Regions from separate parts of the Danio rerio genome. Here region 2 is linked to region 1. A link is a contact called in public Micro-C data. All regions are on one chromosome and are shown on one strand. Each heading gives the region's core, a stretch centred on a gene start, on an enhancer-like site or on the middle of the called end of the contact. The rest is flanking DNA. Distances are from core to core; before and after follow the strand shown.

Evidence for each region. A called contact is a pair of places that touch in the nucleus more often than the background predicts.
Region 2: a Micro-C map of caudal fin shows a contact between it and region 1, with 2.1 times the contacts expected there. The contact joins the promoter of npnta here to the promoter of gstcd in region 1.

Annotation. Positions count from the first base shown.
Region 1 is chr1:53,262,924-53,269,326 of GRCz12tu, reverse strand. gstcd (glutathione S-transferase, C-terminal domain containing) reads right to left here and starts at 2,976. Exons shown (of 12, transcript NM_001024462.1): 1 at 2,884-2,976. It also overlaps a transcript of sgms2a not described here.
Region 2 is chr1:53,398,324-53,404,726 of GRCz12tu, reverse strand. npnta (nephronectin a) reads right to left here and starts at 4,171. Exons shown (of 13, transcript NM_001145580.1): 1 at 3,904-4,171. The coding sequence starts at 3,971.

The sequences.
Region 1 (6,403 bases), core at 1,727-4,226:
TGTCTTTCAGGTGTCTTCTTGTCAGAAAACAATCACCTGTGCTGTCATTTCATGTCACTTTGTTTTTGATTGTCAGCATGTAGGCCTATAGTTAGAATTCTTTATACAATATAGCTACAATGATATTTATAAATGGTCAAACTAGTGTGCAACTTTAGCAAAACGAACACTGAAATTGTTTCAAATAGTTTTGTAGTTTGAGCTCAACTAAATTTGTTGCATTTTTTTAATTGTTTAAGTTTATTTGATTGACTATGTAAAATCTTTAAGCTGAGTTTTGATGTTTCACTGTTGAGTTAAACATTAGTTAAGGGTTTCTGACACATTGCTTTTATTATTTATCTTTATTTTGTTAATTAGCATTAACTGTGTGTGTTAGCAGGCAGTTGTTGTTATGTTCATTATTTAATAAAGCCTCTCTCAAAACACACAAGCACACATAAGATGGACTTCCCGTGTGGATTAATGCATGAGACGATAACTATTTTCAAGGTATACCGCAGTTTGGAAGAGTCAAGGTTTTAATACCACCAATCTTTCCTGTAATACCATTCCTATGGCATATGTAAGATTATTTATTTACTTTTTTTTGTTGTTGTTGTTTAGGACAACAGTATCTCCAGCAGAAAAAAAATCCAAAGAGATGCCGTTTTAGATTGTAAAGAAATCAGTGTTTTTGAAACAAATAAAGACATCAATAATTTAGGCACATTCAAATCAAGACTGAAAACACATCTGTTTAGCTGTGCCTTTACTGAATGAGCACTGTGTTGCGTCCGACAGATTGCACTATCATGTTTTTCTCTTCTTCTTCATTCTTTTATATCACATTTTACCTGTTTTTATGTTTTGTTTTGTTTTTATGCATTTTTATTATTTGTTTTTATTTTTATTTTACTTGTTTCTTTTATTCTTGTTTATGTAAAGCACTTTGAATTGCCATTGTGTATGAAATGTGCTATATAAATAAACTTGCCTTGCCTTGCCTTGCCTAATTCATTTGAATTATATAACGTGTTTACTGCTCTAAAATAATATAAACCTTAAAAAATAGAATATTTTGTTTTCAAAGGAGAAAAAAGTTTAGTTTTTTTAGCCAAACATTTTAAAAGCTTATATTTTAGAGCAGTAACCACAATACTGTGATACCGTGAAACTGTTATAGTTTTGTCCAGGGTTATCATACCATCACAATCTTATACCGGCCCATGCCTATGTGGATTATAATTTTATCATAATAATAATAATACATTAAAAAAATGTAAGTTTTCAATTTGTCAACTCTCATTATTTTCTATACATGGCTTTTGTGGGTTTACAGAACAGGAGTTGATAAACATATTCAAGGGCACGGACAGATGGGGAGCATTTTGATGTAGTGGGCTGCTCTGGCCCAAAATGCTAGGGACAACTTTTTGTTCCAGTCCAGCCCTGGTCCAGACTGATTTCAACAGATGTGATCCGCACGAGTGTTTAAAAGCTTCAAAAAGGAACGGTGCCCTGTGCAAAGCATCCATGTCTGGAAACATAACTGGTGCGATTGGTTCTCTTTGAAATAGACTGAACAAAAACGACACTCGTGCACCCACAGTCTTGCTGCTTTTAAGAGCTCCAGATTTTTTTTAAAGGTCTTTTTCCAAGCAGCAGGTTTATTTCGCTTTAGCCTTTCGCGTGATCATCCTTTTATTATTGCACACAGCATGTTTTTCACCTGCTTTCTTTTGCTTAGTTATTTTGGGCTAAGAAATGTTTATTTATTTATTTATTTATTTTTGGTGTGGCTAGAGAATTTCTTTTTGAGATTTTTGTAAATCCTTGATGTTGAGCCCTGAAAAATCATGTGAAATAAAAAACGAATTGCAATGCAACACTACGAAACCATAACCGATTTGCTTATGCTCATTAAGCAAGCTCATACACAACACAAAAACGTTCAATGAATGAGGCATGTGGAAAAACACAAAACTTAAATCAAGTAATTTTAGCATGCCAAAGTCAATTTTATGCATATGAAATATTTTTTCCCAACAACACAATTGCAGCTAGTGAAAATGGTGAGTGGCTATGTTAGAAAACTACTAGCCACAGTGACTGGTGGTCAATAAAGTTAATGTCAAGCCCTGGTTATGAGCAATGTAAAGTAAAGATAAAGTGTTTAATGTTGCACAGAACTTGGATTTAAATACAATGGCAAATAAAGTTAGGGAAGATTAAAAAATTATCTACAAACCCAATTATGCAGCATCATTTAATATTAAGTATAATGAATAACTAGACATATAAGTTAGTGGTTGACTGAGTATTTTGAATGCTTTGTTTGTTATAAAATCAAGTGTTTATCTGCAAAACCTCATTGTACATTCTTTATAACGTTAATAAAATGCACATTTAGTGGTCAAATGTGAGTCTTTTAAATGTTTGGTCTGTTGATATGTTTTAGTGAACGATATGTGTTCATCATCACAAAAAAACTGCTTCATTAATTTAGTTTTTAGTAAATTATGTTACGTTATTAAGGGGAATGTCTGAATAATAAAACCAACATCGTTTAACTAAAAATGTCAAATACTTACGCTTGAACACTAGAATACATCCATGTGCAGTTATTTAATATTGAGGTAAAGTCGTGTACTGAAATACAACAGTGCCAATTTTGTATTTAGTAAAACCAATAACGGTACATAGATGTCAACAGATGTCAGCAGTGACAGATGTCAACGGCACACATATGCCAAACGTGAGTTTAGTAGCATATTATTACGTTACGTGAGGTAACTCTCTGCCCGGGATTCCCATGCCGTCACGACATTACAAAAGGAAACAACCAACTAAAGTAACAAAGGAGGAAATAAGCAGTAAATAACGTGCATTGCATGTACTCACTGTTTGAATTGAGCAAAATATCCACTGGGAAGCAGCACATGTGCAACTTGTGTTGGTCTCACATTAAAAACAGTCCGAGTATAAACGGATATTCGCGTTGGAGTTCCACCATAGCTCTTTATTGTGTCTCGTGAAGTTTACAGCCAAACTAAATTAGCAAATAACACGTATAACAAGTTTACAATCGTTTGTTTGATATATAATAAGAAGTGTATCTATGAGTGTGCGATATTTGTCGCTTAGTGTAATAATCTCACACGCACAAATCACTGAACTGAACATGTACTTGCTGCCACCTATTGGTGTCGTATATTTTAAACAGGCCTGTAGACAGCCAGGTGAATCAGATGCTGCAGCATGCTTCTTTTCTTAAAAGGTAGTCCGTTTGCAATTATTCGTCTCATTTTCTATTAAATTATGAGGTTTTAATAGGTACATTTTAGTATTAGCTTGATTAGCATCAAACTTCTAACCACATTTTTTGATACCAAAAACATTTCTTAAAGATTTACATCAGTTTTCATTTACATCATGCATCATCACATCATATATCATTAGAAAAAAAATAGGAATCTGTTAGAGTTTTAAATTAAAATATAGTCATTTAAATATCATTCATTTAAAACGGACTGGTCCGACGATCATCTTTTCCTTTGTGTTAAAACCTTTGATGCATTTTCGCAATGTATGATGGGATTTAGCAGCCAAAAAAGGACAAATGAGCTCATGTATGGGACAAATTCTGAACCACTCGAATCCCCCAGTTAACAAATTAGGGAAAGCCATATGGGAAACTTTTTTTCAGTGATTTTAAAAACGTTTCACAATTTGAATGAACTGTGAACTATGAAATAAGTGAAATGCTTTAATGATTTACAGCTATTTTTGTAGCATAATTATAAAATGATATAAAACACTACAGAACACCTGTTATTCAGTTTGTTACCAGCTCTCTCGGGCTTCTGTCAGCTAACTACATTTCCAACGTAATTTGCCGCCATTTTCCCTATTTGTATTCATTTTGCGTAAATGTCGGCCTCGATCCTTTCCTCAAAAACCGTAGGCTATTACCACATACTGTTTTTTAATTAGACAAATCTTACAAAATGCTTAAATTTAAGCACTCTATATACAGCATTTCTCTTTATAATGGGGAAAAAAACGTGTGAATGGGAAGATCCAGCTTCGAGCGCATTATATGTTTTCTGTGAGAGGACACGATGCCCACTTAAACTAAACAAGTTAATCCTTCTTCAAAATGTTGTTTGAATTGTTCTCCTGAAAGTTTATCTGGTTTATATCAAGCTATAGCTCTGCGTGAACACAGTCTGTGTCAGGTCTAAAAATATTGTTTACTATGTAGGCTAATGTAAAAATACACTGTAAAACGTTTCGCATTGGTTAAACTCAAGTTCATCAGCTGCCTTGAAAATGTGAGTCAACTCACATATTTCACAATATACTAAAACTCAACATCTTAAGTTGAAACAAAGTGTCAAGGCAGCTTGTGAACTTGAGTTTGTAAGTGTAACCAATGTGAAACATTTTACAGTGTAGTAGTAAGGTTAAAGCATGTTAAGTCAGTATGTTTACTACTAACTGTAGAGAATATCTAGTTATAATACTAAATTTTGTGCACTTTGATTATATTCCTAAATATGTTTACTTCTTTTTATTTGCTTAAAGCTGAGAGTTCATAGTGTAATTGAGATAAGAAATTTGGAAACATGTTGGATAATACAAATGTCTAAAATGTAACCGACTCAAATTCAGTTTTTTACATTGCAACCATTTTCTTTCCTATCCAGCTATCAGTTCACTTGGGAGAAGCACCATGGCGGTTTAAATCCAGCCAAGGAGGCATCCCATAAAATCTTCAAAGGGTGTGTATATAGTACATAATTTACAGCTGAAGTTAATTGTATGTTGCACACTAACACACACACACACACACCCAGCATGTTTGTTGGACCTACTATATCAGTGAGCAAATTTTGTCGAGCTGCTAAAGTCCAACCCTAAACATAGATTGTTTGATATCAGTACACAAAGTTTTGGCTCATTTAAACACCTTTCAAATTATGGAGGGGACAAACCACTTTAAATGGTGGAGAGGAAAATAACACTTTAAATAGTCTCACTGTTCGTGTTTGACAAATATTCTCTAAACGCTATGCTTAAAAAAATCTAATAAATCAAACAAATAGCTCATAGCTCAAATAAAAGTAGCTCACCTAGAAAATGAAATTTCAATCTTTAAAAATGTCTATAAGTCTTAAACACCAGAAGTTTAACCATGTGAATACATGTCCTGAGCTACAGACTATTTCAGTTATAATGCACATTCAACATTCAGTTAAATAAAAGAGATTTGTAATCAGTTGTATAAAGCTGATATTGAAATATCAGTTCACAGATATAAATATTTGTCTCAGGATTATGGTCATTTGGTATTACACATTTATTTTTAACCAAGATTAAACCAAACTTTAACTTTTTGGGATTTTTCATACTTTACAGAAAATTGTTTTGATATAATCCAGACTTTACTAAAACTGCAATAACAATATTACTTAAGAAAACAAAAGCAGAAAATATCAAATAAATACAGTTGAGTTCAGATGCAAAAACCTTTAAGTGCCATCTGAAAATTTTCTCAGCCTTCTTTGTTTATGTTAAGATATTTTACTTTAAAGACCAGGAAAATTACTTATTCTTTGCCATATAAGTGATATTACTGAACATACACCAGTAGCCTGATAAAAAAAAAAAAAAAAAAAAAATTTTAGAGGAAAATTTTCAACGACAATTAGAGGTTTTTGCATCTAAACTCTTCAGTTTTACTTGTTTGTACAGCATTGTTCATTTATATATAATGATTTCTACATGTACTTGTGTTTTATTGCAGACAATACAACAAACATTTAATGTGTACCTCATGATTTTTTTTTTTCTTCTTCACAATAAACACGTATTACACATTTTTAAAAAGTCATTCATCAATATGATCACCTGGACTCTGCACTACTTTGGCAAACCTTTACATCCACAAATGTCAGTTAAAACTGTACCGTGCCAAAAGGAAGCCCTATGTTAACAGTGTCCAGAAGTGCAGTTGACTTCTATGGGCTCAAGAGGCATCTGAAATGGACCATAACATACTGGAAACATGTAGTCAGATGAATCATTAATTCAGGTATTTTTTGGGAGAAACGGACACCATGTGCTTCGGAGCAAAGAAGAAAAGTATCATCCAGACTGTTACCAGCAACAAGTCCAAAGCCAGGGTCTGTCATGGAATGTGGTTGTGTTAGTGCCCTTGGAAAAGTTAACTTGCACTTCTGTGACGCACCATTAATGCTGAAAAAGTACATAGAGATTTTGAAGCACAATATGCTGCTTTTTTTTCCAAGGACACCCATGCATATTTCAACAAGACGATGCAAAACCAAACTCTGCACACATTATGTGGAGGAAGAGGAGGTACTTGACTGGCCTGCCTGCAGTCCCGACCTGTCTC
Region 2 (6,403 bases), core at 2,922-5,421, 130 kb before region 1:
GCAATATAAAACTTGGCTTATTTCCATAATGTGTGATAGTTCTAGTGCATGACTGTAATGAAAACAGAAAGCAGTCTGTTTTCAACAATGACGCAATTAGACAACGCATATACAGTACTTAGTACATGACGTAATTAGGATACACACAGTTTAATGCAATGATTAAGCCTCTCAAAGTTAATAAATCATGTTGAAAAGTAACGGCTCAGTTCCTATAACAGTGATTGGGAAACCATGAGTTCTCAACAATAACATAATTAGGTGATGCATTTATAATAAACGATGCAATTAGTCGATGCGCGGTTAAAGCACATTAGCATTGCAAAGTTAATAAATGACGAACTGAAATGTCATTTTGACTTGTCAGTTAACTTTTCATGTATTTGTAAAATAAAAACGGTCCTAACACACGTACCAGGGCTGTGCGATTTGGGGAAAATATCTAATTGCGATTTTTATGTATTTGATTTATGATTTAATTAATGCTTCAGCTTGATAATAATAATAATAATAATAATACCTTTTATTTATGGACACCTTACAGTATGTCACAGGCACATTATAAAAATAAGACAGAAGAGTAATAAAACATAGTATTAATCCATAAAATCATTAAAAGCAATCCTGAACAGAAGGATTAATAATTAAAGATTAATAATCTGTAAGTCGTGGCAACAATACTGTGACAGCCCTTAAAATTTTCCTTGACGCAGGTTGTTGTAGGGAGGTCTAAGCGACAAATAGGGGTCATGACGAGATTTAATCGTTTCTTCTCGTGTCATGGCATAGTTCATGACAGCCGATACCATGTCTGCGAAGCCTCATGACACATCACAGAAAGTCTGGCATGTGTAATTTTCTGATGCATGGCGGATTGGTTTTGCAGCACTTCACCTCAGATGTTATTTGTTATTTTTGTTTATATATACATATAAAATGTATATCTAATCGCAACGTTTCAAATTGCGTTTTTGATTTTGATTAGTTGCACAGCACTAACACGTACCTATGCGACTCCACAATGTAATTACTGTAGGCAGTGCATACTTAGATAGATTTAAGCATCGCTAAATCAATAAATAGTCATTAATCAGTAGTATTGTGAATTAAAAATACATTTTCATAATGTTTTGTTTGCATTTGAAAAATGAAAAGCAATTAATATAAATTACTGTAAGAAATATACGCAGGCATCACGGTGGCGGAGTGGGTAGCACTGTTGCCTCACAGCAAGAAGGCCGCTGGTTTGAGCCCCAGCTGAATCAGTTGGCATTTCTGTGTGGAGTTTGCATGTTCTCTCTGTGTTGGCGGTTTTCTCTGGGTGCTCCGGTTTCCCCCACAGTCCAAAAACATGCGCTATAGGAGAATTGAATATGCTAATAGTGTGTGAAAGAGTGTGTATGGGTGTTTCCCTGTGCTGGCTTGTGGCTAGAAGGGCATCCGCTGTGTAAAACATATGCTGGATAAGTTGGTGGTTCATTTCGCTGTGGCGACCATAGATTATTAAAGGAACTACAGTAAGCCGAAAATAAAATAACTGAATAATTAATTAATATGCAAATGATGTAATTAAGCATGGCAGAGTTAGAAACTGATATTTAAATGATTTATTAAATCATCAATAGTTTTCATAATCCAGGGGTGTGCATACAGTAATGAAGCTAAACACAGTACATTTTGATATGCTGTTGACTTAAAGAGATACACCAGGAGAGTTTAGTGTTATATACAGCATGTAAATATAATTTATTAAAACATGAAATATTTAATAAGCAAACCACATTAAACAATGCATGCTTCAATGACATAATTAAGAACTGCATAATAAATAAATGACATGATTCAGCAATGCATGCACAATGAGGACGAGCCATAATAAATGAATGCTTGGCACTTAAAGGGACAGTTCACCCACTAAAAATGAAAATTAATCTCCCTCTATTAATATTATTATTATTATTATTATTATTATTATTATTATGTTTCTTTATTTAACCAGATAAAAACCCATTTAGATCAAGATCTCATTTACAACGGTGACCTGGCCAAGAGGTCCACAACAAATGACTTATGAAAAAAATAAAAAAATAATAATATCAATAATAAATAGAAAAATAATGAGTTTTAATATGAGAATTAATAGAAAAACTATAAGTTTCTATCTTCTGTTGAACCCAAAAAAAGATGTCTTGAAAAATGCAGGTACCCACTGACTTCCATAGATAAACACTACTATGGAAGTCTAATCAATTAGCATTCTTCAAAGTATCTCCTTTTGCATTTAACACACAAAAAAGTAACTCAAATAGGTTTAGAACAAGCGAAGGGTGTGTAAATGATGACAGAATTGTAATTTTGGGTGAACTTTCCGTTTAAAACCTACTTTAAAAGAAGTTTCATCAAATAACAGCTAGGATACCCCTCTAATAATCCCCTCAGATTCCTAACTTTTGGATTTCCCTCTTATTGATTCCACCGGCAAAGGGATTGATGAACTATACCGGGTGTGAGGGATTAGTGAGACCCACATGTATCTTAGTGAGGCCTGACAGAAGCCTTGCCCTGAAGGTATACTGAGCTACTTCTACTAAAGCGCATAGTTAATTTCAAGCATGGACATTTGATCCCCTTTAATCTCAATGAAGCTTTAAGCAGATTTGAATCTCTGGCACGTTTCTGTTCACCACATATTTCACGTTACATGTCAGGGCACGAAAGCACCGGGGAACGCGTGTGCTGACTGTCCAAGAGCAAGAGAGAGAGAAAATAAACGAGTCTTAAACATTTCTTTTCCATTTATACGGGGTATTTACAATATACAGATGAGTTAGGGAATGAATGGCTTATTTTGCTGTGAAGATGAATGCAAGTTCAGAAGTTCACCATGCTGATTGACAACAGTAACAACAAACTTTGGAGCCAGTGCTAAATTTAACTGATCACACTGCCAACTAATCTTGAGGCATCTGTGAGGTTTATGCTTTCAGCATCACACTATAATAAGACATTAAGAAATAATAAGACTATTTTTTTTTAGAAATACACAGTTATTATTAATAAAAAAGTGCACTTTTTACTGATACTCCTTATGTTTAACATGCAACATAAAATATTACAAAAATGATAATACACGTTCACTTTTCAAGTACAAATCCGTTTTTTTTAATCAAATGAAGAATCAAATGGTGTTTGTTGCCTCGTCAGGGATTTATATATAATAATTCAACTCCGTTATAATAATTTTGTAGCTATACCATACAACAACACATTCAAACCCAGATGCTTTAACACATATCAGCATTAAATTCGCGTTCAAATAAACACCTGCTTAGTGTTTTGACCTTGAACGCAAATCTAGCACTGGCTAAATGAAGTCAAATCTCTGTTTACTGCACTTGTTCGCACATCTACAGCTGTTTATTGACATAATACTGTACATTGAGCTTGTGATGATACAACTAATTAACACTTAAAAACATTCTTTGTTTGACAGAATGTTTCCAATTAGCACCAGTTCACTTTAAAGTCACTTTTTTTGTCAGGGAAAAACCAGAATAGCTGAATTAGCAAGTGGTAACACTTTATTTTATATGAAGGTATAATTCCCGCTTTTAATGAAGCAATAACTATGCATAAGCTTTATAAACTACTAACTGGCTGCTTATTGATAGTTATTAAGGTCGTAGTTAGGGTTAAACACTGTATTGGGGATGTAGAATAGCCTAAGATCATGCAGAATATGTTACGTTTTAAGTAAACGGACAATACCTTAATAGCTATTAGGTAGGTAAAAGGAGCACAACCTTAATAGCGAGAACTGCTCCTTATAGTAAAGTGTTACCAAACAAACTACAGCGAAATAATGTGTCTCCATAAACAAGAATAGGCTAAGTGCCGTCTCACCTGCCATCGAAGTCCGCGTCCACTGCGATCCAGCAGGTCCACATCAACATGAACTTTATGATCCACATCTCCGCGCGCGTGCACTGCGCGTATTATCCAGACGTCGCGGCTGGTGTCCGGTCTGTGAATGGGAATGATGATGAGATTTAAATCCGTCAGTGGTCAGACTCGAAGCGGGTCGAGGAGAAAACACTGAACGCGGTTCATGTGCGAAAGACCGGCAGCGTGTCAGTGTGCGCTCCGCTCCTCCGGTGGAGAGCCGTGGACTAAAGCGCAGAGACGGAAAGCTCAACACACACACACTCTCTCTCTCTCTCTCTCTCTCGTGCTCTCTCTCCCTCTCTGGAGACTTTCTCTCTGTGCCCAATAAGGACAGACGGGAGCGCGTTTTCTACATGCCCCATTACCCCAGTATATTACTTATAGATTGAAAAAACATCTTACGTCAACAATTTGAAGGTTTATTTACAAAAAAATACTATAGCCATCTAAAGGGTTTTCATTAAAATTAATAAGAAAATACTATAATTAGCATCTAAATAATATTTTTACCTGAAAAAAAAAACATTTTGTGGAAAAAAATGCATTCAAACAAACCAATATCTCAAACCAATATGACCATGTAGTTACTTTATTAGATTATATTTAAGTAAAAAAAAAAAAAAAGGTTATGGAAAAAACGTAGAAAACGAATATATAAACATGCCAGAGAAGCATTTTAATTTTTTGTAAGGAAGTTTTCTTAAGCAACAACAAAGACTATATATATATATATATATATATATATATATATATATATATATATATATATATATATATATATATATATATATATATATATATATATATATACCATATACCATACATATACATACAAACATGCATATATATATATATATATATACACACACAGTTGAAGTCAGAATTATTAGCCCCTTTTTATTTTCCCCCCAATTTTCTGTTTAACAGAGAGATTTTTTTCAACAAATTTCTAAACATAATAGTTTTAATAGCTCATTTCTAATAACTGATTTATTTAACACATTTAAACTGATTTATTCAAGACACTTCTATACAGCTTAAAGTGGCATTTAAAGGCTTAACTAGGTTAACTACTGTAGACAGGTTAGGATAATTAAGCAAGTTATTGTATAACGTTGGTTTGTTCTGTAGAAGTTTGAAATAAATATAGTTCAAAGGGGCTAATAATTTTGACCTTAAAATGGGTTTTAAAAAATAAAAACTGCTTTTATTCTAGGAAAAATAAAACAAATCAGATTTTCTTCAGAAGAAAAATTATTATCAGACATAGTGTGAAAATTTCTTTGCTCTGTTAAACACTATTTGGGAAATATTTAAAAATGAAAACAAAATGCAAAGGGGCGCTAGTATATCTGACTTCAACTGTATATGTAAGCAGTATCACACATGGAGCAGTGCGATATGGCTGTATATCGTCACTAGTGGGAGGCGTGCATTGTGCTTAGAGCCCCACCAGCAGGGGCGGATTTAACCAATAAGCAAGGCAAGTGGATGCTTATAGGGCCCAAGGAAATCTATATTATATATCTAGAATATATAACATTGTCTTCTATCATATTTTGTATGGTGAGAGTCAAAAAATACAAATGTAATGTAAATAATATTATTTAATATAAATAAATATATATATAATATTATTATTTTAATTTATTGGTATGTAATAATATCATAAAAAATTATTATTATTACATCTGCACAGATTTGTCCACCACCCCCAATCATAGAGCAGTCCAGCAGTCAAATTTATAATATTTAAATTTTATTTAAATTAAGCAAATTTTTTTTAGAAAACTTATCGTTTAAAAAGTAAAAAAGTAAGATGCATTAAGATAGAACATAGAAAAGATGTTTGATGTGATATTAAAAAAAAAAACATCTAATTAAATAAAAGTATAAAGGGTGCATTTTAGGACTGCTGGGCCCCAAAATGTCCTAAAACACAATAAAAATGACCCAGTTTTAATGGGTGGCAATTTTTTAAAATTATTATAATTATTATTTTGTAAACTTTAAGACATCTGTGATAGCCTACATTATTCTGTTTTCTTTGTTTCAACAGAGATATAAAATAATATTAAGACATGTCTGTGAGATTGTGCTTTGTTTTGTCAGGACAATAACATTTATAATTAATCCCCTTAATTACATTGATTCGTTTTGCAGCTCTAGTGGATTCTAGTTTACTTAACTAAACTGTAAATGGAAGAAAAAAAAAGTAGAAAGGGTGCATTTTAGGACTGTTGGGCCCCATGACTGGAATTGCTTAGGACCCCCAAATCACCAAATTCACATCAGCCCACAAGTGATGATATACAGCAATATTGCACTGCTTAAAGTGCAATATTGCATTTATACAACAGTTAGACAGCATGATCGTGTATATAAAATAGAGAATCAAACACAGAGAGTCTAAAAATGATTTTATATGAGGAACTACTTTCGCCAGCCATTCATTCAC